Regions from separate parts of the Mus musculus genome. Here all the other regions are linked to region 1. Evidence: chromatin contacts called from public Hi-C data. All regions are on one chromosome and are shown on one strand. Each heading gives the region's core, a stretch centred on a gene start, on an enhancer-like site or on the middle of the called end of the contact. The rest is flanking DNA. Distances are from core to core; before and after follow the strand shown.

Region 1 (2,700 bases), core at 10-2,509:
CTAGGAAGTTCCAGGATCAGGGAATGAGGGGCACAGCCCAGCATGGCAGAAGGGAAAAGGAAGATAGCGAGGGGGTCCGTAGAGCTCTGGCTACTAAGTAAGGCCTGGGACTTCTCAGCAAATGCAATCAACCTAGCATCCACCACTGCTTCCTGAAGAGGGGTCTCTTACCCCTCCCCCAGCCAGACATCACTGTCATCCCCATCACTCCGGCTACATGTGCACATTTAATATATAATCACAACACACATACGCCCACCTTACATATTTATATAAATCAACCAGAACACCCCCCTAGTCAGAGTTAACTCCTTAAGCACTCTGAACCCTGTTTCAAGCGCAGTCTGCTTATATTTTTCCCTCTCTGGAACAGAGAAATGCTCCTCCATTTCAGGCACTCATGCCTGCTGCTTGGAGTGCGCGGTGTGTGTGCACCTGTGTGTGTGCGCGCACACACACGAGAGAGAGAGAGAGAGAGAGAGAGAGAGAGAGAGAGAGAGAGAGAGAGAGAGAGAGAGAGAACACACTTCCACGGTGCCCCTCGCAGCATCAGATGAGGATGAAACCCCCTTTCCCAGACTGGCGACCCAAGTCTTCCTCCCTTCCTGGTGTTCCATTGCTAAGCACAACAGCTCCGACTGAGAATGGGTTGAGAAATCTCCCCTCCAAATAAAAAAAAAGAAAAAAGAAAAAGAAAAAAACGAAAAAGAAAATCCTGGCCAGATCCCCAAAGTCCCTCCCCAGCTGCCCCTCTCACTCACCTATCTGGATATTGTTGGGGAAATTGGCACCCACAACCGCACCTAGAAAACCGGTGCAGAAAAAGGCAAAGATGTACGGCATATTCCTTTTTACATTGGCGAAAAAGAAGCCCTGGTCCAACCATAGATTTGGTCTTCCCTCCCCTCCCTTTGATTCTTCTGGATGCTCTGCCGGCTCTTTTCTTCCTGCAATTCCTTGCTTGCTTCTTTCCTTCCTCCCTTCCTTCTGTGAGGTTTCTCTTGTTTCTCTTGGAAGGGGAGCCGAGCAGTTAAACTGCAGCGTTAACACCGACTGACAGCCAGATTAACTGAGCCGGGAGCAGCCCGTCCTCATGCTTGGAGCGCTAGCTCGCTCCCCCTCTCCCTCTGCTCTCCTCCTCTTCTCTAGCAGCCAGCCTCTCTCACCCTCCCGTTCTCTCTCTCTCTCTCTCTCTCTCTCTCTCTCTCTCTCTCTCTCTCTCTCTCTCTCTCTCTCTCTCTCTCTCTCTCTCTCTCCTCCTCTCCTCTCCTCTCCCCCTCACACTCTCACAGACTGCCAGCTCACTATGCTGATACCCAGGAGCCAGCTCGGAGTTCCTGCATTGGTCTCCCCAACCCATCACCCCTGCCTCTCCATCCTCACCTCACTTTTCCCCCTGTGGGTGCAGAGGATGGAGGGGAAGAAGGAGGGAGGGTGGAGGGTGCTTTCTCCAAAGGGGGCAACCCACTGTCCCCTTCACCTCCCCCACCTTCCTCTGCCTCTCTCTCTCTCTCTCTCTCTCTCTCTCTCTCTCTCTCTCTCTCTCTCTCCCTCCCCCTGCCAGGGGATAAGATGCTTTTGGGAATGCGGGTTCAATTGCAAGTCAGTAGGTGGCAGGGGGTCCCCACAATAGCCCTGGATTCACCAGCTGCTTGATCTAGGTCACTTTCTCTAGTAGTGCACGCACGGGTTGCGCTGGATATATCTTCTACACTCCACTGGCCCAATTATTCCTACAACTAATTCCCAAGGGGGAGACCCTAGAAATCCCTCTCCAGAAATTTAAAGGAAAGACTGTGAGAAAGGCATACAACAGTAGCTTCGGTGTGACTGGCCTGTGCTTGGACCTGGATGCTAGCAGCCCCTTCCATCTTTAGGAGAGGCACGGTGGCCTTTTTGCAACCATAGGTATTTGAACTTGTCCTCCCCCCTCCCCTTTTTTTTTCTTGCAGGGTGCAGGAATCTATAACAGCAGAGTTGTGTGGGTGGGTGAACAAGAAGATTCAGGGTACGCACACAGGGCAATTACATGAGTCATTTTGCGCTGATTCCAGTCGGAGGATGCAGGCTGCCTTCACTTATAACTCAGATTGTTTGTGTCCAGGAGAAGCTGGGCCTCTGTGGACCCTGCTGGACTGCAGCTGGCTCGGAGATACCCAAGAGAGATGTGTGCACAGAATGATGGCATGGGCTGTGGGGCAGCCATTGATAACAGCTAGGGCTATCTTCCTGGAGTCATCCGTCTGTCCTCCCACTCAGAAATGACCATGGCTCCTGGGATTCACTCATGAAGACACCCAGTGAGGCCTTGAACTTTTAAATATTGTTGCTATATTTTTAAGTGTGTGTGTGTGTGTGTGTGTGTGTGTGTGTGTGTGTGTGAATGCCATGACGTTTGAGTGGAGGTGAGAGGACAACTTGTGGGATTTGCTTCTCCTACCATGTGGGACCAGGGATTGAACCCCGGCCATCAGGCTTAGCAGCAGGTGTCTTTACTGGGCTCAGCCATCTCACTGGCCCTGGCCTTGTGGACTTAAAGGCTTTAGTTGTCGTGGGTAGACCCTCTGACCTGGATAAGATGCTTACCTAGCCCAGAGACTTGCAGGGAAAGCAAGCTTCACTTGTTCCCCAGTTGGAAGAACCAAAACGACTTTGGACTGAGTGTTTCTTTGCTACTGGAACAAAACATTTCATCAAGAG
Region 2 (2,700 bases), core at 14-2,513, 130 kb before region 1:
ATGGACACTCTGTTAGAACAGCAAGCACTCTTTTTTTTTTAAGTAATTTTTTTATTGCGTATTTTCCTCAATTACATTTCCAATGCTATCCCAAAAGTCCCCCATACCCCCCCCCCCGTACTCCCCTACCCACCCATTCCCACTTTTTGGCCCTGGAGTTCCCCTGTACTGGGGCATATAAAGTTTGCGTGTCGAATGGGCCTCTCTTTCCAGTGATGGCCTACTAGGCCATCTTTTGATACATATGCAGCTAGAGTCAAGAGCTCTGACACCATTGCATACACTAGCAAGCGTTTGCTGAAAGGACCCTGATATAACAGCAAGCACTCTTAAGGTGTCAGACATCGCTGCGGTCTCAACTTGTTAATCTTGTTCTTTCTCCAGCTTTCTCGTGGCAGCCAACAAACTATCTGCTCGGAAGGTTGGATGGGTCATCAACCAAGAAATTTACATTTAAAGTCCAATTTTACTACTTAGCAATCAGCATGTAGTTTTCAGTGTTTATTATAATGAATTTTTGTGATGCTCTTAAGAAAAGGGAGATTTCAGCCTTCTTGAGGGGTCAAATGAACGGACCTGAAATGAGTTCTGCAACTTCCTAGCCATGCAATGTTGAGTGAGTGAGAGCCTTACCAGCAGTGGACAGACTTACACATGCTTGCACATACTTACAGTCAGCCATCAGACTGAGGTCTCAGACACCTATGCATGAGTTAGGGGAAGGATTAAAGGACCTGAAGGGGATGGCAATCCCATAGGAAGACCAACAGCACCAAGTAGCCTGGACATGTGTAGCAGAGGACTGACTACCTTGTCTGGCACCAATGGGAGAGGATTCGCCTAATCCTGTAGAGATTCGATACCCTAGAGAAGGAGGGATGCCTGGGGCGGGGGCTGCTCTCTCAGAGGTGAAGGGGAGAGAGGATGGGGTGAAGAACTTTGAGAGGGGGAACATTGAGGGTGTAAATAAAAAACAATTTAAAAAGATCCCTTAGTTTCTTGAACATATTCATATATATCTGTGGAAAAAGTGACACGTGCTAAACACGTGCTTCATAGGAGAGGGATGTGTATGTCTACAATCTAGAGACCTAGGAAGGTGATGGCTGATGCAATGGGTAGGATCAAGACCACAGAGCTGGATGGCAAAGGTAGACCACAGTGAATATTTTCTAAGAAAAAAGCCAGTTGCTGATGACACACAGTGTCTTTGGGGCCTCATAGGCTTCCCGGTGCTAAGGAGAGAGGAACGATGTAAATGCTCTCAGCTGCCTGGAATGCTAAAGGGTTTTCGATTCCATGATGACTAACAGCAAGAAGAGGCAGTTTCTGGGAAAAGCAGAAAGGAAACAAAGAAGTAGAGCGGGGTGGGGGCTGGGAGTGAGTGGGGCGGGGGAGGAAAGCAGGACTCATAGCCTAGGAACAAAACACCGACTACTCCCCCCAGATCCAGACTGGTGCCCATCACATCATGTGCGTAGGCGTGTCTGATACGCACACACTGATTTTTGTAGGAACCTGAGGTGTGGAGGGAGGCGTCTTTCTGCAGAAGACAAATAAGACTAATGGACTGAAAGTACAGAGGGGGAGAAACACTCTGTCAGTCACTTTGGTTAAATGTGTGATGGCTGTGTTCGAAGATGCTTCCAGAACTGCTCCTGCCAGCGCACCGTCCTCAGCCACCTAGGCGCTTGCTTTGGTGCTGTCTTCTTGCAGGGGCTGCCTGGTGTGAATCAAAGAGAATCACATTAGGAAGAGACTGGCTGAGACAGCATGGTCTGGAACAAAAAATTTCACTGAGAGATGGAGATGGAAAGAAAAAAAGAGTTTAGTCCCCAAAGGAGGACTGACGGCAGGAATACTAATTTGCTGCAGCCTTCCTCAGCCAAAGAGTAGTGACTTCCTTGAAATTCAGATGCACACAAGACCATGAGGATCCTAAATAAGCCACTGCTCGTTGAGTCCAAGAGTTCTCTTTTGCAGCTGAAGGAATGGGGCTGATATTTAGGGATTTAGAAAGAAGGAATGTACAGGGTCCAACTGCAAATGTTTCCATGCTAATACCATACCTGGGAAGTTGTTTTGGGTTCTGCCATGTGAGGTTGCTATGTGAGGAAGCTTGCAGGGGATGCTGGGAGTTGGGGTGGGCATTCTCCTTGGTGCAGAGAGAGGGAAGGTATCCCCTTATGGTTTATGAAAGGTTCTTTTCTTCTGAGGAAGTATTAACCAGCCATTTGTCTTGTTCTCTTACCTGTTATCCTGTTTGTCAGTGGTTCAATAAGCCTTGTCTGTATTAAGGCCTGCAGATACTAGGTGGTGTGGACCCTAGGCTATTTAGGGTGCTTAACACAACCTTCTTAATGAAATATTCACGATGAATTACAGGGCATATCCCAATTATCCATTTACACCTAAAGACATATAGGCTGTGGAAGAATAGCTTGCACAAGGCTTCAGCTTGCAGGAACTTAGATGCAAGTCTGAGTCATAAGGCTAAGTGCCCTGGACCATGTTTTCTTATCTATAATATGAGAATGACCAATCACCTCCTCTTCAAAGTCTCATATTTCCAAAACTCCCCCAGGAGGACCATCAGCGAGGCCACTACTATTTCTGAATCTTTCAGGGCTGGGGATGGAGCTCTGGGCTCCATAGGCTCTGGGCTGAATAGGTTAGCACTCCACCACAGGCTAGCACGTT
Region 3 (2,700 bases), core at 112-2,611, 210 kb after region 1:
GAGCTGCCTGTAGGCTGTTCAGTGTGTCCCTGGTTTTCAGCGTTCATTAGATTTTACCCACACCATGGTGGGCTTTGGTGATACAGTGGTCTCTGAGCAATTTCTGCTCCTGTAAGCAGTTCCTCACCCACCCACATTCCTATAAGTAATTCCAATAAATCATTGGCTCACCAAGTTGGAGCTTGGTAATATTGATCAACAATTGTCTATATGTGGTGAGCAGACATTTGTTCATACAACTCCAGGAATAATGTCACACACCAGTAAAATATAGAGGTGAATCCAAGCAGACTGTTTGTTGAGAAACAGACAAAGAGGAGTGGCAGGTGATTTGTGGGATTTTACTTTATTACTCAGCCCATGAGAAAAAGAATGGAGGGACCTGTCTATAAAATCTGTTTTTGTATTGCTGCAGCACACCCTGCCATTCTTAATCTGTTGTCTACAGCCAACTTTGCAAAGTCATAAAATAATTTGCTCTTGCTTCTGAGTGTCCAGTGATCTTATTATGGAGAATGTATGATCTTATTATGGTGTGTGTGTGTGTGTGTGTGTGTGTGTGTGTGTGTGTGTGTGTGTGTTTCTTCATTCCTAATGAATCATGGGCCAAATCACTTCATCTGCCACTAAAACTAATTATTCAGTCTTTGGTAGTTAGCTGTGTGCTGTCTGGTTCCATTTGGAAACGCCAGTGTTGCTTTGAAAGAATCCCTTAGATCTCTACCTTTGGGTGAGTAGGCCAATCCAGGATAATCCCTCTGCATGTGGTAAACACAGGACTGAAATTCTTGAAGGTGAATGGAACATCAAAAAGAGGACAGAGTTTCTAGAGGTAGGGACCACATCTAAGTCAGGCTTTGGAAAACATAATGATTGGACAAAAGCCACAGAAAAAGACAATGAAAGGGAATGAAAGTCAGAGCTCAAGATGGTGTTACTGGTATCATGATTTGTGTTCATTGGAAAGCTGAGGCAGAGAGTTGTGAGTTCAACGGCATCCTGGACTACATTTGTTTCAAAACAAAACTAAACCACACCCCCCCACACACACACACTATACACACACACACACACACACACATACTTACCATACAAACATGGTTTTGTCTCTACAGAAGTTAAAATTATGAAATGTTGCCTAGGAGAAAAAGGTTTCTCAGCTTGAATTCTTAGAAACGATTCACTCTACAGCTGCTTGTGCTTATAAACTTCCCTAATTAGGGGAGGAAGAAAGAGAGGAAATAGCTTGAAAGGAGAAGAAGGCAGAGATGCAGTGAAGTCCAAACTTCTTACAGAGCCAAAATGGTCTGGCTGCTGTGTAATTGGCTGACTAAGCCAAGAGAAGCTGCAGACAATAGCTGTGATGGGGAGGATCACAGCTGCACAGCATCCCTGAAGCTCCTGAGAACCACACCAGGGAAGTGGCCCCCTCTGGAGCATCCCTTGAAAGCTTCTGGTCCCTTTCAGGGGCCTCCTAAGATTTGCTGCCTAAGAGAGAACTGGGCTCAGTCTGTGTGGAAAAAAAATCTATGCCTTAGGATGGCTAGAATTCAATGACTAATTTCCTAACATGTTATTAAGCCATGTTCAATATAGCCAAAAATATTATTTTAACATCTGAGTATCCAGACAGAGCTCGGAGCAGAATATTTTCAGAGGGTTTTTCTAATAAAGGTTGACATTGTGATTTGTCCATAGATTGTTACTGTTTCCTTTACAAAATTGAAAAAAAAAACAACAAAAACATCTCTAAGGCTATTGAGAAGTCCGTATTATGTGGATTGATTTATAATAGACCAAACCACACACAATAAACCAGTAATTGAATCTAGCACACCCTGAGTATCCGTTTTCACTCTGCCTCCAGGCTGAGCATATGATGCGGCCTTAAAGTTTTAAATAAATGACAAAATGCTTAAAGTGGCCTAATGTAATAGTGGCCTGGGCAGTAATAGGAACAAGCTCACCTCTCTGGCACTTGATACTCACTGTAGAGGGGAGAAAGTATTTTTGTGATTAATAATGTTTGGGGGTCAATATCACAGCTATCACCAGGCAAATAGTTTTTGACATTGAAGTTATTCTCTAAATACCAGAAACCAGAGTCTTATTGTGACTCCTGCTCTGCTTATCATGAGCTCTATGAAGCTACGCAGACTCTCGCTCTCTGGGCCTTGGTCTTTCCATTTAAAACATCGAACTAAAAGACTAAATGAATTTCAATCACAATTAAGCCAGATTGATCAAAACCATCTATACTATAATCTGGCTTAGCCAAAACACTCCTGAGTGTGCCCCAAGGACTCTCAATGAACATCTCACCTAGATGCTCACATATGTGTGCTTGTACTAGAACTCACCACAATGGTTAAGTTATGGAACCAGCCTAGATGTCCATCAGCAAAAGAGTGGATAATGAGAATGGGGGCTGAATCCACATTGGAGTCTCATTCAGCCACAAGGAAGAACAGCATTGTACTGTGTTTCAGGATAAATGAAAACAAATGGAAGCCATCATATTACATAATATAATCTAAATGCAGAAAAACAAATGTCATGTTTTCTCATTTTGGAATCCTTGATTTTGGTTACACACAGAAACACACACAGACACACACGCGCATGTGTAATCTGATGTGAAACAGAAGTGAGTCTGTGGGATAAATTGGAGTAGGGAGGAGTCCATAAGGAGCTTGGGGA
Region 4 (2,700 bases), core at 92-2,591, 190 kb before region 1:
CTCGGTGTATCTCACAAATGTTTTCATACTAGTTCCAAGGTGATAATGACTTAGAAGTCCATCAGCTGTGTAATGGATGTGCAAAACAGGCTCTTTATAATGGACTAGTATTTGGCAATACAAAAGGAATACAAGGTGTTAGAATGTACATTAGTGATTGTGTGGGGCTGGAGGAGCACTGAGTGAGTCATGTAATGACTATCGATAAGCATGGATCTTTTGCTGGGTGGTGGTGATGAAGTGTTTAAAATGAAGGTGTGATAACTTCATAACCCCAGAAATATACACATAACCATAGAATTGGAGCCCCATAAGTTAGTGTGTGGTATTGTGTAGTCTATGGATTTAATACTAAGAAAGTCTCTAAAACATGAATCTGAATATAAAAGAATATTGCATTTGACTACGGAGAATAAGAGCTAGAAGCATCAACATCTATGACATAAAAGATAAAAATGGGAACCATGACACAGGAAAACCAGACCTGACAGAAAAGACATTTGCCAAGGAAAACTTAGATGGATGCAGCATATGTCAAAAGTCTATGCATGCAAAGGATTTGAAAAACCAAACCATCTTTGTGGCATGCAAAATAATAGCACCCAATAAACAGCTGCAGTGTGCTAAAGTGAAAACATTTTTTAAGACACAGGCTTATCCAGACTGTATAAAATGAAAGAAAAAAAAACCAACCAAAAAACCTCTCTAAATTGATATTAATATAGGACATACTGTAAGATGGTTCCTGGCTAAGGATTTGTCAATTTTAACATAATTAAGATTTACATGTCTGAACTCCTGAGTAGTAAAACAACCATTATGTCCAAAACCACTTGGATCCAGACATTTAACGTCTATTCCAAGATGTGGTGATTTTTTTCCTCACTCCGGAAGCCAGAGCTGTTAAGAGGGTGCTAGAATGAAGGCTAAGGAAGGGCCTGCCCTCCAGCTTCCAGCAAGCTCCCTCCTAAGGACAGCTAGAAGTTCACAGGAAGTGCACTGCAGTTTGAAAGGGAACTTGTGACCACTGTCATGGTCAGCTTCAACTGTGGACTTGGCACAACCTTTCGTCTCCTGGGAAGAGCGTTTCAGTGAGAAACTGTCTGCATTGGCTTGATTTCTGGGCACATCTGTGGGGGATTCTTTCTTAAGGATTGCTGGGGGAAGCCCCAGCCCACCGTGGGTGGCACTGTTGCCTAACCAGGGGTCCCTGAACTTAATAAAAGTGGGGAAGTTGTGCTGAGCACACACAAGGGAGTCAGGCTATGTCCATTTCTCTCTGTTCCAGCCTGGATGGGTTGCGAGCAGCTGCTTCAAGTTCCTTCCTTGACCTCCTCACAGCCTGGAACTGGAAGCTGAAACAACAGCCTTTGTCCCTTAAGTTACTTTTTGACAGGGTGCTCCCCCTCCCTCCACAGCAACAGAAAAGAAACCAGAGCAGAAGGGTGGAGGGAAAGAGTTACATTTGGTGTCTCTGAGACTTAGCGATGCTGATGCCGCAGCGGATCGCCCCTCCCTCCACATGGTTTACATCAGGTAGGAGTGACGCAAGTTCAGGCTAGGCACGGGACTGGACAGCTTGTCCTGCTCTACTCACCAGGTTGGCGAGGATGTAGTGGTACCCGATGCCGTTCTTTTCTAGCTTCACAATCTGGAAGACACAACGAGAGGGTACTCATCAGTCACACCGACAGCTCCAGTGACGAAAGCAGCGACAAGAGCAGCTGATGTCCACCAGCTACTTGCAACATGACTTCTCTGCCCTGATCACACAAGCCCGGAGCATCCATACCACATGCTGACGGTGATACTGTTAGCAACTGTGAGAGATGAGGACGAGTCACACAGAGTAGCTCAAGCTCCTTCATATGGTGCAGCTATGCAAAGGTGAATGCAGGATCTGAAATCACTGTTGCCTGATTGGCAGGATTACCACCACAACCCCAAGGAGGGAGCCTGAGTCCTCACTGCACTCTTTCCATAAAGCTTCCCTCACAGGAGGTGTAGGAATCTTACGTTTTATGGAATTGGCTGTTACTCACGGTGGCATGTGACAGGGCTGCTCAGGTGGTCACTTGGGCATGAAACCACATGCAGACACCATCTCTGCTTTCTGCCTCTGAACTCTGTGTTCTCCTACCTAAGTGATTTAGCACTCAAATATCAAATAGATCATTTAACATGAACATTGGGAGGGAAGACTGATCTACTTTCTTCAATCCCTCATTGTATTGGATGGAATTGGCCTGAAGTGGGCAAATGATTTTCCCAGACCCCTGTGTGGTCTGCTGGTAACCAAAGGACAGAGGTCTCTGATGCCAAACACTCTCTGCATAGCACCAGATTGCTTTTAAGGGAAACAGCTAGGTTTCCCAAACCCTCCCTGTCTTAATTTTTGTTTTGTTACTTGACTGTGCATTTCTGTTTATGTGCACAAGTATACACATAAGCGTGTGTGGGGGCACACATATGTGTGCATGCATGTAGAGGCCAGAGGTTGATGGCAGGTATCTTACTCAGCTGTTTGCATCTTATATATTGAGGCAGAATCTCTCACTTGAAGCAAGAGCTTGCCAAGACAGCTAGTGTAGCTATCCAGCATGCCCTGGGATCCTGTCTCTGCCTCCTGAACACTAGGAATAGAGCTGAGCAGGTCCCCAGCATTTATGTGGGTCTCCTGGATCAGGACTCTGCCCCTCA
Region 5 (2,700 bases), core at 48-2,547, 140 kb after region 1:
GCCATATGTTCCATCATGACTGGGAAGGCATTGGGGCAGGAGCATCTGGTGGCTGATCATCAGGTATCTGTAGTCACAAAGCAGACAGTGAACAGGAAGTGAGGTCAGGCTATAAGGTCTCAAGCTCCACCTCCAGTGGATCCACTTCCTACAGCAAGGCGCTGCCTTCTAAATGTGACACTGCCTTCCCAAACAGTGCTACAGGCTGTGGGGCAACTGTTCAACTCATGAACCTGTTGAGGGTTTTGTATCCAAACCACCACAGCCCCTGTCTTGCTACATTCATTTCCTGTGAATTATGGGCATTCCTAAACATATCTAACCTGCAAAATGACCCACATAACTCATAAAATGAAAAATTGCTATATCTGATACCCACAGAAACTGACTCATAGGACCTTAGTGGGTCATTTGTGAGGGGGGAAGGGGTATATCTGAAGAGACCAGGTAATTCTGATAACTGATTGTTCATAAATGACTGAGTTTGATGAGGTTTTAAAAGCCTCTTTGTGGCTTCAATGCCATAGATTTCTACCATATGTTCTGTTCCTGTTTTTCTTGTAAATACCCCTGAGATTACAGCCTATTAAATCAATAACAGCCTCATGTGAACACATTTAATAGCTTGTTTTTCTTTCGACTGAAGGACGCTTCACACAGGATGTGGAGGAAGAGTCAGATGGATCTGGATGAGACTTGAGGAGGAGTCCTCTTCTAAGAGATGCCACAGAGTCCAGGGGACCAGGAGTGACCCTTGGTTTAACTAAAAACAACAGGAAGTTGCCTTTAATCAATTTGAAAATAAATGGAAGTGTGTACCGGAGCAGCCTCTCTTTGAAGAGATGTCAGAAACACTTTCAATCTTTTATCTTCTTGAAAACAGCAGGAGGAGCGCCACTGGAGTCAGCCCTGTAATTTCTGCTCAGTAATTATACCTGTCACCATTTCCGACAGAGGGGATATAAATAACCAGTTACCTTCCTCTTTCTGCTTCTCTTCTGCATTATTCTTTCTCCAGCCACAGACTCTGGTGGCTGACACTAATGTCCATGCAGAACACTGAGTGTCCACAGCCAGTGTGCTCTTAGACAGGAGGCTAGAGTCTTCAAAAGCAGCATGCATTTAACTGGGGGATGCTCTATTTTCACAGAATTCTGGATTTCTAAGATTTATGCTAAGTGACAGGCACCAAGAGGAGGGGTCTGGTTTCTATTTCTATTCCACTACCAGTAGGATGTGCATGCGTGTGAATATTTTCTGCACTGTGTGTGCTATTACACCCACGTATCGGTCACTTTAATGTTCTAGTGACTCATTAGGAAGAAGATGGAAGCTTCTGGGAGGGAGATTAACCATTTCAGATCCTCTCCTCAGGACCAGAGACAGCAGAATTGTGCTCCAGGGTAATTCCTTGTTGGAATTCTATTAATATTTTTCCTTAGTCTCATAGTCTTTTGACTCTGCTGTGACTTGGAACATAAATATTTCTTCAAAGCTTATCCTTTTTGGCCACCCCGTGCTATTGCTTAAAGGTTCTGGACCTTTTAAGAAGTGAGGACTAGTGGGGGAAGTTAGGGCACTGATATTGTTGACAGGAATAAGTAAGACCTTATCCACCTCTTTCCTTTCCTTTCCTTTCCTTTCCTTTCCTTTCCTTTCCTTTCCTTTCCTTTCCTTTCCTTTCCTTTCCTTTCCTTTCCTTTCCTTTCCTTTCCTCTCCTCTCCTCTCCTCTCCTCTCCTCTCCTCTCCTCTCCTCTCCTCTCCTCTCCTCTCCTCTCCTCTCCTCTCCTCTCCTCTCCTCTCCTCTCCTCTCCTCTCCTCTCCCTCCCTCTCTCTCCTTTCTGTCTTTCTGTCTTTCTTTCTTTCTTTCTTTCTTTCTTTCTTTCTTTCTTTCTTTCTTTCTTTCTTTCTTTCTTTCTTTTTCTCATTCCTTCCTTCCCTCCTTTCTTCCTCCCTCCTCCTCCTCCTGCTCCTCCTCCTTTCAGACCACAATAAGGTAAGCCACATTTCTGCCATCATTTCCTACCACATCACAAGACCAAAACAACTGGCCAATGAACAAAATCTCCAAAACCATGAGCCCCAAATGAACTTTTCCTCCTTCGATTTATTTTCTTGGGTATTTAACCAGTCATAAAAAAATCTTGCTAACACAGGCTTCTTTTACAGAAGAATAAATTACAAAATAAAATAAATGACATCAATTATTTTGGCTTCTACTACAAGAAAGGTACTATAAGACACAGAAGATGGGATTTGGAGCCAGATGTGAAAACTCAGATTCTGGCTCTTCTATTTACTGTGCTGACCTTGGCTGAGAGAATAGAAGAACACTCTTTGTCTTAGTCTCCATGCCTGTTCAGTGGGGTATGATAGCTAGCGCCTGTCTTAGAGATTTATGGGACCACATGTGTATAGACCTTATATTAGCTGTCAAGATTATTTCTAAACTCCAGTGCCCTCAAAATTTCATGAATATGTGAATATCTGGGTCCTACCCACTTTTATTTCTGCTTTCTAAGGTTCACAGTCTTTCAGATAGCTTGCATTTCTTCCTTTTTTTTCAACATAATAATTTTGTTGATTACTTGGGATTTCACATAATGTATCCTTATCACACTCACCTCCTCGTTCTCCCAGGTCTGCTCCTCCACTCTTGTGACCTCCCTTCACCAAAAGAACACACACACACACACACA

The links. Hi-C and Micro-C count contacts between places; a contact is called where the count stands out from the background.
Region 2: a Hi-C map of cerebral cortex shows a contact between it and region 1, with 2.7 times the contacts expected there. The contact joins the enhancer-like site here to the promoter of Gria1 in region 1. A contact is called at or near these places in 1 of 39 promoter capture datasets (hippocampal neurons), 1 of 15 datasets of contacts at CTCF or cohesin (the NIH/3T3 cell line), 3 of 484 Hi-C or Micro-C datasets (cerebral cortex, cortical neurons and ventral hippocampal neurons) and 2 of 9 other capture datasets (adipose tissue and liver).
Region 3: a Hi-C map of cortical neurons shows a contact between it and region 1, with 2.6 times the contacts expected there. The contact joins the enhancer-like site here to the promoter of Gria1 in region 1. A contact is called at or near these places in 2 of 484 Hi-C or Micro-C datasets (cerebral cortex and cortical neurons), 2 of 115 datasets of contacts at active chromatin or transcription factors (VIP interneurons and forebrain) and 1 of 9 other capture datasets (adipose tissue).
Region 4: a contact with region 1 is called in a Hi-C map of uterus, with 2.0 times the contacts expected there. The contact joins the enhancer-like site here to the promoter of Gria1 in region 1. A contact is called at or near these places in 2 of 39 promoter capture datasets (the 3T3-L1 cell line and hippocampal neurons), 7 of 484 Hi-C or Micro-C datasets (adipose-derived mesenchymal stem cells, cerebral cortex, cortical neurons and 4 more) and 3 of 115 datasets of contacts at active chromatin or transcription factors (craniofacial prominence, embryonic forebrain and forebrain).
Region 5: a Hi-C map of cortical neurons shows a contact between it and region 1. The contact joins the enhancer-like site here to the promoter of Gria1 in region 1. A contact is called at or near these places in 2 of 39 promoter capture datasets (the 3T3-L1 cell line and hippocampal neurons), 2 of 484 Hi-C or Micro-C datasets (both in cortical neurons), 1 of 115 datasets of contacts at active chromatin or transcription factors (forebrain) and 1 of 9 other capture datasets (adipose tissue).

The regions. Positions count from the first base shown.
Region 1 is chr11:57,010,177-57,012,876 of GRCm38.p6, reverse strand. It overlaps Gria1 (glutamate receptor, ionotropic, AMPA1 (alpha 1)), which reads right to left and starts at 1,259. Exons shown (of 16, transcript NM_001113325.2): 1 at 762-1,259. The coding sequence starts at 843.
Region 2 is chr11:57,139,179-57,141,878 of GRCm38.p6, reverse strand. All of the region lies in intron 2 of Gria1 (glutamate receptor, ionotropic, AMPA1 (alpha 1)), which reads right to left. Among named protein-coding and RNA genes, the nearest start is that of Gria1, 130 kb to the right of the region's middle. Within about 2 kb of position 1,263, at least 36 of the 459 cell types and tissues checked have an H3K27ac peak or open chromatin away from gene starts, as enhancers often do. A contact at or near this core is called in the NIH/3T3 cell line, cerebral cortex, cortical neurons and 1 more, where this site is marked.
Region 3 is chr11:56,797,197-56,799,896 of GRCm38.p6, reverse strand. No RefSeq gene overlaps it. Among named protein-coding and RNA genes, the nearest start is that of Gm39826, 72 kb to the right of the region's middle. Within about 2 kb of position 1,361, at least 4 of the 459 cell types and tissues checked have an H3K27ac peak or open chromatin away from gene starts, as enhancers often do. A contact at or near this core is called in cortical neurons, where this site is marked.
Region 4 is chr11:57,200,077-57,202,776 of GRCm38.p6, reverse strand. Gria1 (glutamate receptor, ionotropic, AMPA1 (alpha 1)) reads right to left here. Exons shown (of 16, transcript NM_001113325.2): 5 at 1,598-1,651. Among named protein-coding and RNA genes, the nearest start is that of Gria1, 190 kb to the right of the region's middle. Within about 2 kb of position 1,341, at least 9 of the 459 cell types and tissues checked have an H3K27ac peak or open chromatin away from gene starts, as enhancers often do. A contact at or near this core is called in uterus, where this site is marked.
Region 5 is chr11:56,870,093-56,872,792 of GRCm38.p6, reverse strand. No RefSeq gene overlaps it. Among named protein-coding and RNA genes, the nearest start is that of Gria1, 140 kb to the left of the region's middle. Within about 2 kb of position 1,297, at least 7 of the 459 cell types and tissues checked have an H3K27ac peak or open chromatin away from gene starts, as enhancers often do. A contact at or near this core is called in cortical neurons, where this site is marked.